3 separate regions of the Sus scrofa genome follow, and all the other regions are linked to region 1. A link is a contact called in public HiChIP or PLAC-seq data. All regions are on one chromosome and are shown on one strand. The core of a region is the stretch at or near the end of the contact, and the rest is flanking DNA. Distances in the headings are between cores, read along the strand shown. Region 1 has its middle 47 kb from the start of PIK3CG. Region 2 holds the start of CBLL1 (E3 ubiquitin-protein ligase Hakai). Region 3 overlaps LOC110255500 (a long non-coding RNA gene).

Region 1 (5,135 bases), core at 1,789-4,288:
CTACCTGTTTTGCTAAGTGGATCCTGAAAGCCAGCAAGAAGACTCTGAGTTCTCTGAAATGCCGTTGCCCAAACATTTCCAGAGTGTGCTTGGTCAAAGCCGTACCACTAGTTTCATATGTGTTTAATTTTGGATAGGTGGGGCTAAATCACAGAACCAGTTTTGTTTATTTATAACCGCCTTTAGATTCCCTCTTCCCTTCAAATCTCCCTTCTAAATCTGAGATAAGGTGCCAGCCTTCTCAGAAAAGAAGGGAAGGTCCAAAGGAAAATGAAGGCTGTCGACATAGCTCCCAGAAGGTGGGATCTGGATGTGCGAAAAAGCACACCAAAGAGGAAACTGAGATTACCAGTACGGTTTCCTCTTTATGCTTCAATTTTCTAAAATATGCCCAATGAACATGTATGTTTTAAAAGTTAGAATAAAATATGGTCTTTTGTAAAACAGAGAATTTTTTAAAAATCCTGCCAAAATCTCTCATCAAACAACTGAAAACTCTACTAAAAGAAGTCACAGAAGGAGCAGATTGAGTGGGGTGAAGGGACCTACTAAAGGAAGGTTACAGAAGGAGCAGGTTGAGTGGGGTGAAGGCAGAGCTCAGTGGCTTATGCAGATTATGTAGGAGCCTGGGGATGGGAGGTGGAAATATGGGCAAAGCAGGAGTGAGAAGTGGGCTTCTGACAAACCCCAAATTGTTTGGAAGAGTGAAACAAAAACCAGGAGACCAAAAAGACTTAGCTGACCAGTCCACAATGTTTGAAACTCTACGCTAGATACTGTAGGAAAGAAAGCAATGAATATAGCAGGGTCTCTACCTCCTATTGCATCTAAACATGAACTTGAGGAAATCGACTCTACAGCAAGTGTAGACTCCCTTTTGGAGGGAGGAAATCTTTTTAGATCACGATGCCAGGACTTCTCAAACTATTCCTTATGGATCATGTGCATGGGGGATAGCAGGGCTGATTATGAAAATGCAGACTCTCAGGCCTCTCCATCCCTGATGAATCAGCAGGTCTGGAGCCCAGAAGCAAGGGATCTGGCTTTTCATCAAGCCCTTGTGGTGATTCTTATGTACAATTTAAAATGTTAGTAACTCTCTTGTCAAACAACTGAAAACTTCAGTGGTAGCTGCCAAAGGAATTAAAATTACTTTCGACGGGGGTGGTGGGCATGGATGGTTTCAAGGAGCAGTATTTGAATGGAGGCTTTGGCTGGGTTTTCCTGACTGTGCCCAAGGGGAGGTCCAGTTCCAGGAGCGGGAAATGGGTGATCCAAGGCAACCAAGTTCATGGGGTGGGGTGGGGGGCCCATGACCGTGCTGGGGTTTATGGCAGACATGGGCTGCAGACCCATGAGGTGATGAGGTTCCAGTTCTGCAAGCTTTCCAGCCTCTCTTCCACACTTCACTGGGATGACAGGGCTGAGGAATTTCACCACAGAAAGCTGGTTTGGCTCTATGCTCATCTGTTCCCAGGCGAGCTAAATTCACCCGCTTTCTGCCTTCTGTCAAGTCAGCTGTTCTCTGAATTCAAGTAGAAGTATGAGAATTTCTGGCCACTCAGGGTGGCATTTTGCTATGGTCATTGCTTGAAGTAGCACAGGCGGCTCTATTTCCAAAGGGAAACCAGCCTACTCACCTCAGGCGGGGCAGGCAGGCAGGCAGCAGGCCAGGCCAGTGCTGGGCACACTGGGTGGCTTTGCCATCTCAGTGGCATCTGCAGGGAGTGAGGGGCAAGCAGCCGGTGATCAGATGTTCCTATACCACGGAAGTGCCCAGACCAACTATCGGGTCTGTGAGTGGGTTGGAACCTCCCTTTCTAAGCTACCTAGATGGTGTCAATCAACAACAATCATTTAATGACTGACCCTGCTGTTGAGTCAGCGCTGTCAGCCTCCACCCCTTTCTCGACTTCTGCTGATGCTGTTTGAAGCATCTAAGGGGTGAGAAGCTGGGGCCCGGCCTCATCAGCAGCAGCCCCACGATGAAAATTCCATCAAGGTCTCCTGTCTCCCTTCTGGCCTCGACCATCATGCTGTAGCCAAAAAATGTGAACTGGGCTAAGACACAGACAGGGTGCGAGGAACGTGGAGGGGCTGCCCAGATGTCCTTTCCAGAAAGGGGTGTGATCAGCAGATGCTTGTCAGCTGCTAGCCCCTCAGGGTCTGCCTCAGCTGCCTAGGCCATGTCCACAGCCAATGACGGATTATGGCAGGTGTATATAAGCCTAGCTATTTGGCCCAGGGCCCAGCAATTCACATGGGCCTCCCAGTCCTGCTTTCATGCCTTCCTTCCACAGGTGCTAATCCTAAGGCATTCCGCAATAAACACTGCAGCCTTCATTCCATTTCAGTCTGCTCTCCAGAGAACCCACATGCAGCCCGTGAGTTTGAATTTCAGCTGGACTAATTCGGAGCTCTGTGACCTTGGGGAAGCAAGAACTTCTTTTCTGTGAGACTTAATGTCCTGTTCTGCAAAATGAACACATAGTAACTTTTTTCATAGGATTGTTGCTGGTGCATTTACATATCTGGTGCAGAGTACTTGCTCATCAGTATTAGCTATTGTAATCTCAGGCAAGTTATGTAACTTTAGTGAGCCTTGGATCCGTTATCTAAAAATAAGAACAATATCGCTTACATCTCAGGATTTTTTTAAAAAATTGAAGTCTAGTTGATTTACCGTGTTGTTAGCTTCTGGTGTACAGCATAGTGCTTCAGTGTATCTCAGGATTTTGGTAAGGATCATATGACATACTCTGTGTGTGAGGTACTCAGTAGATATGCCCTTTCCCCTTATTTTTCCTTTATCATATCAATAGTACCTTTATAGAGTGAATTAAAAAAATAATTCTTTTTAATGTTATTTATTGCTTGCCCTTTATCAGAGTATAAAGTGCATTCATTCATATTCGGAGGAGGAAAATTGCATGTAGAGCAGAAGGGCGGGGCTCAGGTGGAGCCCTGGTTTTGTGGCTCTCTTCTCTTCCATTCCAGGTCAAAGGACAACTCCAGGCAGCACACCCTGCATGACTCAACATATTCTACACACTGCTCATATGACCTTCGTTTCCCCTTTTTCCTTGGTTCACTTTTATAATCCTTGTAATGATCTATTTCTGTGGATTATAGGATTTCTGTTTTATCTGGTAAATCTCTGAGAAGCAGGGAAGTATCTCTCTCTCTCTCTCTTTTTTTTTTAAAGGGTCTGGCTGGCTGTTCATTGGTTCTTGTACTAGTTAATAGTGACCAGCTCTTACAGCAATGCTGAGTTCTGCTGGATGCATTCAGAGCAGGAATTCCTGCTGACTTCACAAGGAATCTGAAAGCCAGATGGGGTCTTCTGAGCCCCCCCTTGTCCAACTCTGTCATCTCACCCATGAGGAATTTTTGTTTAGGTCAGCCTATTTTTAAATAATGTCATTTAAAATCTTATGTGGAATTTTTGTAGCCCCATCTTTATTACATCTTTCTTTTATAACTTCATAGTCTATTTTTTGTTTCTCGTTTAAAGCTTCGTCAGTTCTAGGAACACTGTCTTACACTGACACCTACTGGACAGGTGGGAAAATAGCTGATACCAAGAACACTACCGTTTGTTAGGACTAGAGACAGATAAATAGTGTCTTTCCCACTGCATTCATATTTATTTATTTATTTATGTATTTATGTATTTATTTATTTATTTTTGAGGGTGGTCTTTGCAGGGGCATACCTGCAGCATATGAAAATTCCCAGGCTAGTGGTCGAATCAGAGCTGCAGCTGCCAGCCTACGCCACAGACACAGCCACAGCAATGCCAAATCTGAGCCAAGTCTGTGACCCGTACCAAAGCTCTCACAGCAACGCCAGTTTCTTAACCCACTGAGTAGGGCCAGAACCCATGTCCTCATAGATACTAGTTGGGTTTGTTACCGCTGAACCACGGGGGGAACTCCCACATTCACTTTTAATAAGCCTCTTTCTTATAACTGTCCCGGTCATAAGCTTTCATTTCCCTCTTCTTCTACTAAACCTAATTGTCTATATTAGATTTTAGATTTCTGGGATGTGATGATTAGATCCAGTTAAGATGCTACAAGCCCATAGTATGTTTATGCAGTGCCATTCTTTAGATATATTTAATGTTTAATGAGGCACAATAATCCCACTCAGTAACTGTGATAATTCTGCAAGCACTGTAGCTCTGAAGCACTGACATGTCAGGTGGGCCCTGTGAAAGGTATGGAACCATTCTTAATCCTAGAGTCACCTGATGGTGGGGACTGCCAGAGGCCATCTCATCTGGATCAAAACCTCTCACCATTGGCAGTAAGAACTATCCAGGATGAAGGACATAAATTCTTTCCTTGACGATTTCTCCAGGGATCACAACCCCAGTGAGAATTCATTCAAACGCCTCACGGGACTTGGTTACAAAGCACCTCTTTCCTGCCTTTATATAAAGTTACTTTTGTTTGTCCTCCTAAGGTCTGGCAATGATTAATCAAATCCTACTCATAAAAACCTTCTGAAATGTACCAGTAGGCTATATCCTAATCACCTGCTTTCCCACCCTTTTTCACCATACTTTTCTTTAGTTAAGTAGTTGATTTTTTCTGAGTTCCCGCCGTGGCGCAGTGGTTAACGAATCCGACTAGGAACCATGAGGTTGCGGGTTCGGTCCCTGCCCTTGCTCAGTGGGTTAACGATCCGGCGTTGCCGTGAGCTGTGGTGTAGGTTGCAGACTTGGCTCGGATCCCGCGTTGCTGTGGCTCTGGCGTAGGCCGGTGGCTACAGCTCCGATTCAACCCCTGGCCTGGGAACCTCCATATGCCACGGGAGCGGCCCAAGAAATAGCAACAACAACAAAAAGACAAAAGACAAAAAAAAAGAAGTTGATTTTTTCAAGTATTCTAGTGGGTTCTGTACTTTTTTTCATGTGGTCGGTATATACAATCGAATATTATTCAGCTGCAAAAGAAGGACATCCTACTATTTAAGATGACAACATGGATAAACAGGTGTGGGGTAGGGGGCACAATTCTAAGGGAAATAAGCCAGACAGAGAGAGAGAGAGACAAATGCTGCATGGAATCACTTTTATATGGGATAAAAAAGAAGTCAAACTCATAGAAACAGAGTAGAATGGTGGT
Region 2 (5,135 bases), core at 1,003-3,502, 800 kb before region 1:
TGACTGCCCATTTCAGTCTAAGCTCAAATGAGAAAAATCTTGCTATTGTGGCATGTCTGCTACTCCAAGACCAAGATCCCAGAGTTTTGATTCTATAAAATTTTCAAACACTAGAGTTCCATAGAGTCTGGTTCTAGGTCCTCTTCTCTTCTGTATTCCTGTTCCTGAAGTGATCTTATCCATCCCCATGCCTTAAAATAACAGCTATGCGGTACTAAATCCCCAACTTTCTCTCACCTCTACTTAACATCTTGTATGTCTCAATACACATCTGGTACTCTGTTTTCCAGTAATGGGCACTACCTAACTATTCAAAACAGAAACCAAGGCATGTCTCCTTTCTCTTACATACCTCCAAAGAAATCCACCAGTGCATGTTTTAGTTCTACCACTAAAAGATTTACTGCATCTGCCCACTCTTCTTTTCACTAAACCAAGCCTCCCTTTTGGTGTACTGCACTCACCCCCTAAGTTTTCTATTTTCTTTTCTTGCCTCCTTCTCTTACACCATTCTCCAGAGAACCTATTATGTTTTTACAAAGAGATTGTTACCCCTCTATTTCTGTTCAGTGGCTTCATACTGCACTTAAAATTCAAGTGTTTACCATGGACTTCAAAGTCTTTCACCATCTCACTCCTGCCTTCCTTTCCAATCTCGTCTTGGCGTTCCTTCCCTCTTGCTAACTAAGGTGCAGCTGATTGTTCTTTCCTACATTTTCCCACCTCAGAGTCTTACTTTCGGTAAATTCTTTCCACCTGATTTATTCCATGAGGGATTCTTCTCGTCCATCAGATTTCAGCTTACAAATGTTACTTTTCCAAAAAGATCTTTCCTGACTCTCCCTGGAGCTTCCTCCTAGTAGTCTTTACCATGGCACCCATTTATTTTCTTTAAAGCAATCATAATCTGTAAATATTTAAGTTTTGGGTTTTTTTTTTTAAAACTTATTATGTCTTTCCCAACAGTACCTAACCTCAAAAAGAACATAGACTCAGTGTATCTTGTTTACCATTCCATCTTCAGGCCTTGAAGAGTGTGTGTAAGATACACGTACAAAATTAAGTAGGTAGCTGATGACAGAGGACATCCCGACTAATAGTTAATACTGGAAAAAGCCTTCTCTAAGCCTAGATATAACCATACGGAGCAGTGTCTAACTCCAAAGGTACTCATTCAATATCCAAAAAACACAAGGAAGCAAAAGCCAAAAGACACACAACAAAGAGTGGAGCCATTCTTACTTGGAGAAAAGGATGAGAGTATCTTGATTTTAAGCTCAAGATTGATGGTTAAGGACCACAGCCGAAGAGCGGGGCACGCTTTTGGCTTAAGCAGAAAAGCTGCTCCCGGTATGATTCCGAAAACCATATCCGACTCCCTTCTCCCACCTCTAGTCCATGAAAGACCAAGCGGTGACCACCGCAGCACCCGCCCAAAGCTGACTGAGACAGCAGGAAGTCTCCAATCCACTCTCGCGCAACGACTCCCAGTTCAATGAGGCTTCCCCGACTCCGAGATTGGAATCTACCCGCCAGTCCCCATAACGTAGGGCACGGCACCCAGAATGAGGAAAAAAAGAGCCGGCGCTCTCTCCTCCCCGCGTGGCCTGCGCCGCCCGCTGTCCCAGCTCGGAGCTTAGCAGAAACAGAAAAGGAACGGCTGTTGCCGGCACTGAGGCTGTAGGTACCACACCGGAGGGTAGGCCGGGAAGTAGCAGGCCCTGGCCGGACACGGAAAAGGGTCTGTGAGATTTCTTTTTCCCCGCGACACCTCAGTGCTGTGGGGCGAGCGTAACCCCTCTATGCCGGCTGGGCGACCAGTCCCAGGCCGGCCAAGGGGGCATGGAACCGGGACCCCCACTGCCTCCGCCTCCTTACCAGTGTGATCCATGATTCGGCTCGCGGGGCACAGTGGGAGCGGAAGTCAACGGCGCCGGAGTCGCAGGGAGCGCGTGCGCGCTACCTTCCGGAGCCCGAGAGGCGGAAGTGCGACCAGCTCGCCCAGGCTGGGGCCCTTAAAGACGTCTTCCTCTCTCCTTGGCTAGCCGACTCCGGTGAGAGAGTCAGGCATAGTTCAGGCAGAGCGAGAGAGAAAGAGCGAGTACGCGAAAGGCTACACTGTCGAGACTGCTAAAGCTTCCTCTCATGTGCTTCAAGAGGGAGTAGCCTTTAACTGTGGAATGGAGACCGACCGGAACCTAGGAGGAGGGGAGCAGCAGTAGCCACAGAACTAAGCTCGCGGCAGGTAAAGCGGCCGCCCGCTCCGCAGAGCTTTGCCTTCTGGGATATGTAGTGCGCCGCGACACTGGAGCCGGCCGGGCCCACTGCGCAGGCTCGGCCGTTAGGCTGGCCCCACCCCGGCGGGCGGAGTAACGGTTTGGAATCCCCCTGAGTCCGCGAGCGGAGGTCTCCTCCCCCACGGCCAGGAAAACTGTAAACACGAGCTCTGCGCAAGGCGTTCTCCAGTGGGAGGATGCCCGGGGGAAGGTGGAGCTGTGTGAGGCTCTCAGCAAAGCAAGAAAGGCTCTATGCTTACTGTCTACATTTTGCTTTGTCGTGAAGAACTGCAGAGATCCACGCAGAGCTGACTTGAGTATCAGCCCTGATTCCCACCCATTTCTAACGCTTGATGAGCATTCATTTTCTAGGCAGAACGCTTGTGGGGCTAGGATCCCTCCGAACATCCCGCCTAAGGACTGGATGCAGGGCCAGCTGGAGGGCAGGTGCCATGCAGCCGCTTCTTGTTAGAGGAAAGCGGGGACTCAAGTGCATGGTGGAGCTGAGGGTGAGGAGAGCATGTTAGGGCTGGCCGTAGGGGAGAGGTGAAAGAGGAAAGGCTTAAATGAGGAAGAGATAGCAGCATGGGCAGTACCTAGTTCCAGTTCTTGGTCCCGGGGGTTCGTGGTTGCTGCCGCTTTCATCGTCCTCAGCTGAAACAAAAGGCAGGTGCCCAAGAGGGATTCCTGAGGGCCTTCAGTTGGGTCTCCACTTCCAGGCCCTGGCGCATCTGTGTTCACTCCCTTCTCCACCCTTTCACACTTGACGGTCTTGGATGAGTAGAAAGGAGTGCAATTAGTGGAAAACACAAGCTGGGAGTCCAGGGATTTGGGTTCTATTCTTGTTGTCTCTGGGTGACGACAGCATTACCTCGTGTTATTCAGGCTTTCAATGCCAGAGTTCCTAGATCAGAGATTATCGTATTGATCTTTTAGAGAAGTACTTTTGATCTCATGGAGACAGCAGTGAGTGATGGCTTGGAGCAAAATCTTTAATTCTCCGCTCAGGAATTGAACCTGGGCAGCCTGGATGAAAACCGGGAATCCCAGCCACTAGACTAGCAGAGGCTGAAAGCAGAATTGCCCTGATTCTTGCTCCTTGTTGAAAGCAGAGATTTTAAAGGTATAAAGTTTATTGTTGGAAACAGTACAACATGTGGGAGAGCACACAGAATTTTTTTTTTTTTTTTTTTTTTTTTAAGGCCACACTGGCAGCACATGGAAGTTCCCAGGCTGGGGTTGATTCAGAGCTATAGGTGCCAGACTACACCACAAACGCAGGATCCAAGCCTCATCTGTGACCTAGACTGCAGCTCAAGGCAACACCAGCTCCCCCACCCACTGAGCAAGGCCATGAATCCAACCCATATCCTCAAGGATACTAGTCAGGATTCGTTCTGCTGTGCCACAGTAGAAACTCTGAGAATTAATTTATCTCAGGCAGAGGTAAAGTTATAATACACACCCAAAGAGTGAGGGTGTGGCTGTCCCTGAATGAGGAGCTTGCCAGAGAGGTGATTTAAACCACTTATATGGGCAGTTCTGCCTTTGCCCAATTATCTTTTTTTATCTTTCACACCTGATCAGACCCAGGGCCCTCCCCTGATCTGGGTGTGCATCTTTTGGAAAGATGGATTCCAAAGCAAGGCATGATGAGGTTATCTAAACTAATTATAGCCTGGTACCCCTTTCCCTTTCTGACCCAGAGGGGTCTCCCTGACTCTGAGGATGGGGAGTATGTGCCCTCTTGGTCTTTTGTCCAAGCAGGGCCCAGCCCCCTCTTTTGATCCTGTTATTACCGTTTGCTTAACAAGTTCACAGAAGACAAGTACCAGTTATTTGCCTTGTGCCTATTGTTATTTCTGTCTTGAAGTATATGTAGATAGGTGGCTGGCTATAAATGCTGGTGCTGGAGCCCACCTATCTCCTGCCTCAGGAGATGCAAATAAGAGGCTAGTTGTACCTATCACCTGCCTCAAGAAGTATGTACGGAATTCCAATTGTGGCTTAGCAGTAACGAATCTGACTAGTATCCATAAGGACACGAGTTCAATACCTGTCCTCCATCAGTGGGTTAGGGATCTGGTGTTGCCGTGAGCTGTGGTGTAGGTCACATATGCAGCTTGGATCCCGCATTGCTGTGGGTATGGTGTAGGCCGGCAGCTACAGCTCCAGTTCCACCCCTGGCCTGGGAACCTCCATATGCCTCAGGTGCAGCCCTAAAAAGCCAAAAAAAAAAAAAAAAAAAAGGAGGGGTAAATAAGAGACTAGTAGCAAATGTCTACCCTGGAGCCCTTCTATCTCCTGGCTCAGTTTCATGGTGCTGAATTCCAAATAAAGTATGTGTAACAATGTGCTGTATCTGTACAGTTAAACAGCAAGAGCTTAATGTGAGCAACATTGGATCTTTTATTTTTTATTTTTATTTATTTATTTTGCTTTTTAGGGCCACACCCCTGGCATATGGAGGTCCCCAGGCTAGGGGTTGAATCAGAGCTACACCTACCTGCCTAAGCCACTGCAATGCCAAATCGGAGCCTCATCTGCAACCTACACTATAGCTCATAGCAATGCTAGATCCTTAACCTACTGAGCGAGGCGAGGCCAGGAATCAAACCTACAACCTCATGGTTCCTAGTAGGATTCATTTGGACGGGAACTCCGGGACCTTTTTAAAGACGTCCCCCACTATATCTGCACCTTTCTAAACAAGTGATTTTTTGGGTTTTATTTTTAATTCTTTTGGCCGCCAAAGCATATGAAGTTCCTGGGCGAGGGATCAGATCCCAGCTGCAGTTGCAAACTATGAGGCAGCTGCACAACGCAGGATCCTTTAACCCACTGTGCTAGGCAGGGATT
Region 3 (5,135 bases), core at 1,402-3,901, 580 kb after region 1:
TTCCCACTACTCTGTATTTAGACCACAGAGTGTGTACATCACAGCCTGCACTGGGGTTCTGAGGTTTTTCTTTTGCCTGTAATTAATTTCATCAATGTAATTTCGTAACTTTTACTTCATGACATCTTTATCCAATCCTCCATCCCTTAGGGCCAGGTTCGTTTGTTTAATAAACTGTGGCAAAATATTCCTAAACTAAAACTTACCATTTAACCACTTTAAGTGCATTTACACTGCTGTACTATCTCGAGATCTTTTTCATCACCCCTGAAAAAAATATGGGATGCTTCACAAGTTTGTGTCTCATCCTTGCACATGGTCCATCCTAACCTTCTCTCTATTGTTCAGTATTGGTACATGTGCTGCCCTAGTGAAACAGGGGGCATGGGGTTAAGTCACTGGTTTTCTAATCCTTGGCTTCTGGCTTGCTTTCCTTTCTTTTTTTTTTTTTTTTTCCCCCTTCTGTGACCTGCAGTCTGCCACCCAGGAATGAAATAGTGTCCTGGTCACAGATGTGCCGTTGAGAGTTGTGAGCTGGGGGGGGGGGGGAATAAAATTGATGCTTTATAAAATGGCCTGGCTTGGATCTTATCTTCGTCTCTGCTCCACCAACCCCCAGAAGTCTGAGCAAGAACCCAGGAGAAAATTCACACACCGCTGAATTCAAATCTGAATCAGTTAGTGACTCCGATCTGCTCTACTTTGGGGTCACTGGGGTGAGAGAGCACCACCCAAGGCGAGGGCTGGAAGGACCGGGGGCAGGGGGGGCTGTGGTGTCATCAGGTTTGCCTCCCTTGATTCACAAGTGAGACCACTGAGGCTCTAATCAGGCAGGACTCCTGACCCAGTCCAGAGCCCTCTCCACTTTGACATCTTGCTGACAAGTCTCACCCAATACCCTTCGCTCCCCTCTTAAGTCTATTTAAAGGGCTTTCTCTCCCTAAAATCCTTTTAAAAGTCTATTCAAAAGCTTCAAGCCCCAGAGTCCTCAATTCAACCCCTAGCCTGGGAACTGCCATGGGTATGGCCCTTAAAAAAAAAAAAAAAAAAATGCCTCAGGAGTTCCCATGGTGGCTCAGTGGAAACAAATCCAACCAGTATCCATGAGGATGAGGGTTCCATCCCTGGCCTTGCTCAGTAAGCTAAGGATCCAGCATTGCCATGAGCTGTGGTATAGGTCACAGACTTGGCTTGGATCCTGTGTTGCTGTGGTATAGGCCAGTGGCTACAGCTCCTATTTGACCCCTAGCCTGGGAACTTCCATATGCTGTGGGTGTGGCCCTAAAAAGCTAAAAAAAAAAAAGAACCTCAAGCCCCATTAGCTCCTCACACAGGCCATCGACCCCTCTGTCCCCCAGGCCCAGGGCTAAGGTGCCACTAGACCTTCATTAAATTGGCACTGCCATAGATGCTATGCTTTGCTACCCAGACCCCCACTGAGCATGGCAGGGAACGCTAGCTAACAGCCCTCAGCAGCTGGCCCTCTCCAGACTGCCCCTTCCCAAGGCAGACTGCATCCAGTGACTGATGCCCTAAACTGGCAACATGCAGGCCAACCTTGCCCCAAACTCTCTATGGGGTAGCTGAGAACTCTGCAGCCTCTGTCCATCCCTCTGTCCAGTGGGGTTCTTACCCTTCCCCAAAAGGTGCCAACCAGTAGCTCTGCTAATAAACCTCCTGCACACCAATCACCCACCAGAGCCAGCCACCAGGAGCCAGGCTGCCACAGCTCCAAAATAAAGATGACAATGAGGAGGTTTGAGTTAACAGCCGTTTAGCGGATGGTTTACAGATGCCACATTAAATCGACACCATTAATTATTCCCTTTGGTATCCATGAACTAATAATAATCAGTAGGTTAAAAGTTCTCATTTTGTGTAAATTCCCAGCCTATGTGTAGTAGGGGCAGAGAAATCATAGCCAATGATAAATTAAATGCAGCACATACAGCCAAATAATTTCAAAGGCAAAATTATTAGTTTGAAAGTATGAAATTGTGAATATGTGACAGTTGGTCTTTAAAAATGGCAATTCCATATTGTGCATAGAATATCCTGTCAAAAATATTTAGCAGAAGATTATTATGAACTGGGCCTGTAGATGCCTTCTAATGGGTTGGCCTTCTCACAGGCAACATGCCAGGGGCTATGAAGATGCTAAAAATGGCCTTGCCCTCTTCGAAGTATAGATGCTACAAGCAGAACATAGAGAGGAAAATCAAGCTAACACCAAGATCTGAGGGCCAAGAAAGGAAAGTGACTCACAGATCTATGCATCACTATGACTCACGGTCTAGTATGAAGCACCCAAGGCTCTCGGGATTTCTTCCTCCTCGCAGGCTCCTGCTCTTCTCTCCATTTTCTCCTTTCCTCTTTCTACTCTCTCTCTCCTAGAGGCCTTCCTCACCTGCAGGAAAGCACCGCAGCCAGAACAGTCTATGGTTTCAGGGGAAGAAACAAATTTCTTGCTATTCTCTCTCCTTTTCATGAAAGGCTTTTTCATGGTAATACCAACATGTGAGTTTCCTGTGTTCATTATGCTTTCAGGCCCTTGTGACAGTTCCCCAAATCTCTACAAATAAGTGAGCTGATTCATGTCTCCAAAAATGCTTTGTCCCCACAACTACTGACGTATGGGAAGAGTCCCTGAGCTGAGTCTGTTCCTCAGACTATCTTGTTTACTGAGCTGATGTGACACATATGTAAGCACTTGGGCTTCTGATTTATACTTTCAACTCTGAAAGTCTAATGATTGGTGGAGAGAACTTGAAGCTCTTGCAGCGTGAGTTGCCAACCCCATGCTTACCCCAGCCTGGACCTGCTGTCTCTCTCTCACCCCATGTGGGGTGCCTGTGAGAGTTTGCTGAGCGTGGGAGGCACAGCCAGAGGCCCTCCAGGATCTAGTGGGGGCAGCCCGAGGTGGGGTGAGCCAGGCCAGGGGAACAGGAACAGTGTTCAGATGCTCAGGCCTGGTCCTTGAGAAACTAAAACACTCTAGGCAGAAGCATTCAACATGCAAAGCTATACCCCGTATCAGTAAATAGATGCACTCCTTTAAAAAATGAGTTTGCAAGGGCGACAGCAATGATTAGCAGGAAGTGGGGCCTCAAGAAGGACTTCCTATTCAGGAAGTTTTAATAGAAATCTTTTTTTCTTCTTAAATGTTAACGGGGTTTATTTTCTTATTATAAAAGCAATACATATTATTGGTAGAAAAATTAGGAAAATCATACACACATCATCCTAATCCCACAGTTATTCAGAGGTAACTGCTATAAATATTTATTTAATGTTGAATCATTACATTGTACACCTGATACTAAAGGAATGTTGTATGTTAATTATACTTCAATAAAAAATAAAATTTCTAAAAAAAAAACTCAGATAATTTTACTTGGATTCATCAGAAAAAAGCTGAAGTGAAACTAGAGGAGTGGCTGGAATTTGTATATCTATATATTTCTTCAAAACAAGACCTATTGGTTACTAAGAAATTCTTCAAAAAGATTATGAAAATATGAGGCACTGACATTAGTGTTAATGGCATGTTTTTAAGCATATACCTTTTTTTTTTTTGGTCTTTTTTTAGGGCCTCACTCACAGCAAATGGAGGTTCCCAGGCTAGGGGTTGAATGAGAGCTGCAGCTGCCAGCCTATGCCACAGCCACCGCAATGCAGGATCGGAGCCATGTCTGCATCCTACACCACAGCTCATGGCAACGCCAGATCCTCAGATCCTTAACCCACTGAGCAAGGCCAGGAATCAAACCCACAAACACATTTGTTTCCACTGCATCACGACAGGAACTCCAAGCATATACGTCTTAATGGCCATAAGTTTAAGCTTCCAGATGCTGAGTTTAAATGACTGTCTAATCAAAATTCAAAGTCACCATTACAATGTGAAAAACCCCAAACCCATATTTCCTTTTTTTTTTTTTGAGAAAGAATAAGGACAAAATTTATACCTAAGTTTACTCTCTGCATGATTCTTCAAAAAAATTATAAGGGAAAAGCTGAATATAAAGAAAAGTAGGGGAATTCCCGTCGTGGCGCAGTGGTTAACGAATACGACTAGGAACCATGAGGTTGCGGGTTCGGTCCCTGCCCTTGCTCAGTGGGTTAACCCATCCGGCGTTGCCGTGAGCTGTGGTGTAGGTTGCAGACGCGGCTCGGATCCCGCGTTGCTGGGGCTCTGGCGTAGGCCGGTGGCTACAGCTCCGATTCAACCCCTAGCCTGGGAACCTCCATATGGCACGGGAGCGGCCCAAGAAATAGCAACAACAACAACAACAAAAAGACAAAAGACCAAAAAAAAAAAAAAAAAAGTATGCTATAAAAATGGCAAACCTCTTTTACAAATTAAAAAAACTCATACTCAGCACAGGAAAATTCTTATACTGAGTATCCATTACAAGTTCAAACAGATTATAATTAATTCAGAGGATCCATCACGATTTCTCACATACCACCATCTGACTTGCTTTGTTTTCAGACCATGAGAGTGTTTCCCTTATTTCCCAGAATATCTAGTGGCCATTCTTTTTCTTGTTAGGGGGAAACATAAAAAGGCTTATGTCACCATCTCATGGATAGCAGGCTGTTGTGACACTTCTAGATCCTGATTTATATTGGTAGAAAAATTAGGAAAATCATGCACCAATCACAAGACTGTTGTGCTGTTACCCACATTCTTCCTGAAGACTGTTTCCATGGAGCCCTCTGACTTCCTGTTCTAACTTGGACTTGCTGCCGTTCAGGTGTGAGGAGCAAGTGTCATGGATCTAGGATGTCTTGACATTGTCGTCTTAGATAGGTTTCTTGGAGTGCCTGTTTTTCTCTTTCTTGGGTTCCTTTTCTGCTTGGCTCTGTACAGCGCTGAGCAACTCTTCTAGAAAAAGCATAGAGAAGACAATCTTTCAGAGTCCTTGCCTGCGCCTGGAGATATTTTTACACATAGCCTAGCCGGTATGTATTTATATGTTCAAATCACTTTCCTCGGAATCCAGGACTTGACACTCCCCTTTCTTTCATTGTCCAGTGTTGCTGGTTGGAGTCTTCTGATCCAGTGTGACTTTGGCCAGGCAATCTTGATGTTTTCTCTGTGTAAACCTTAAGGATATTCTTTTTATCCT

Evidence for each region. HiChIP or PLAC-seq counts read pairs in DNA pulled down with a chosen protein or histone mark.
Region 2: a contact with region 1 is called in an H3K27ac HiChIP or PLAC-seq map of alveolar macrophages. The contact joins the promoter of CBLL1 here to the enhancer-like site in region 1. A contact is called at or near these places in 5 of 47 Hi-C or Micro-C datasets (alveolar macrophages, embryonic fibroblasts, fetal skeletal muscle and 2 more) and 2 of 2 datasets of contacts at active chromatin or transcription factors (alveolar macrophages and skeletal muscle).
Region 3: an H3K27ac HiChIP or PLAC-seq map of alveolar macrophages shows a contact between it and region 1. The contact joins two enhancer-like sites. A contact is called at or near these places in 2 of 2 datasets of contacts at active chromatin or transcription factors (alveolar macrophages and skeletal muscle).

The regions. Positions count from the first base shown.
Region 1 is chr9:106,655,329-106,660,463 of Sscrofa11.1, reverse strand. No RefSeq gene overlaps it. Among named protein-coding and RNA genes, the nearest start is that of PIK3CG, 47 kb to the left of the region's middle. Within about 2 kb of position 3,038, at least 24 of the 83 cell types and tissues checked have an H3K27ac peak or open chromatin away from gene starts, as enhancers often do. A contact at or near this core is called in alveolar macrophages and omental adipose tissue, where this site is marked.
Region 2 is chr9:107,453,378-107,458,512 of Sscrofa11.1, reverse strand. CBLL1 (E3 ubiquitin-protein ligase Hakai) reads right to left here and starts at 2,252. Exons shown (of 6, transcript XM_003357515.4): 1 at 1,879-2,252. The coding sequence starts at 1,891.
Region 3 is chr9:106,075,892-106,081,026 of Sscrofa11.1, reverse strand. All of the region lies in intron 1 of LOC110255500 (a long non-coding RNA gene), which reads right to left. Among named protein-coding and RNA genes, the nearest start is that of NAMPT, 83 kb to the left of the region's middle. Within about 2 kb of position 2,651, at least 28 of the 83 cell types and tissues checked have an H3K27ac peak or open chromatin away from gene starts, as enhancers often do. A contact at or near this core is called in alveolar macrophages, where this site is marked.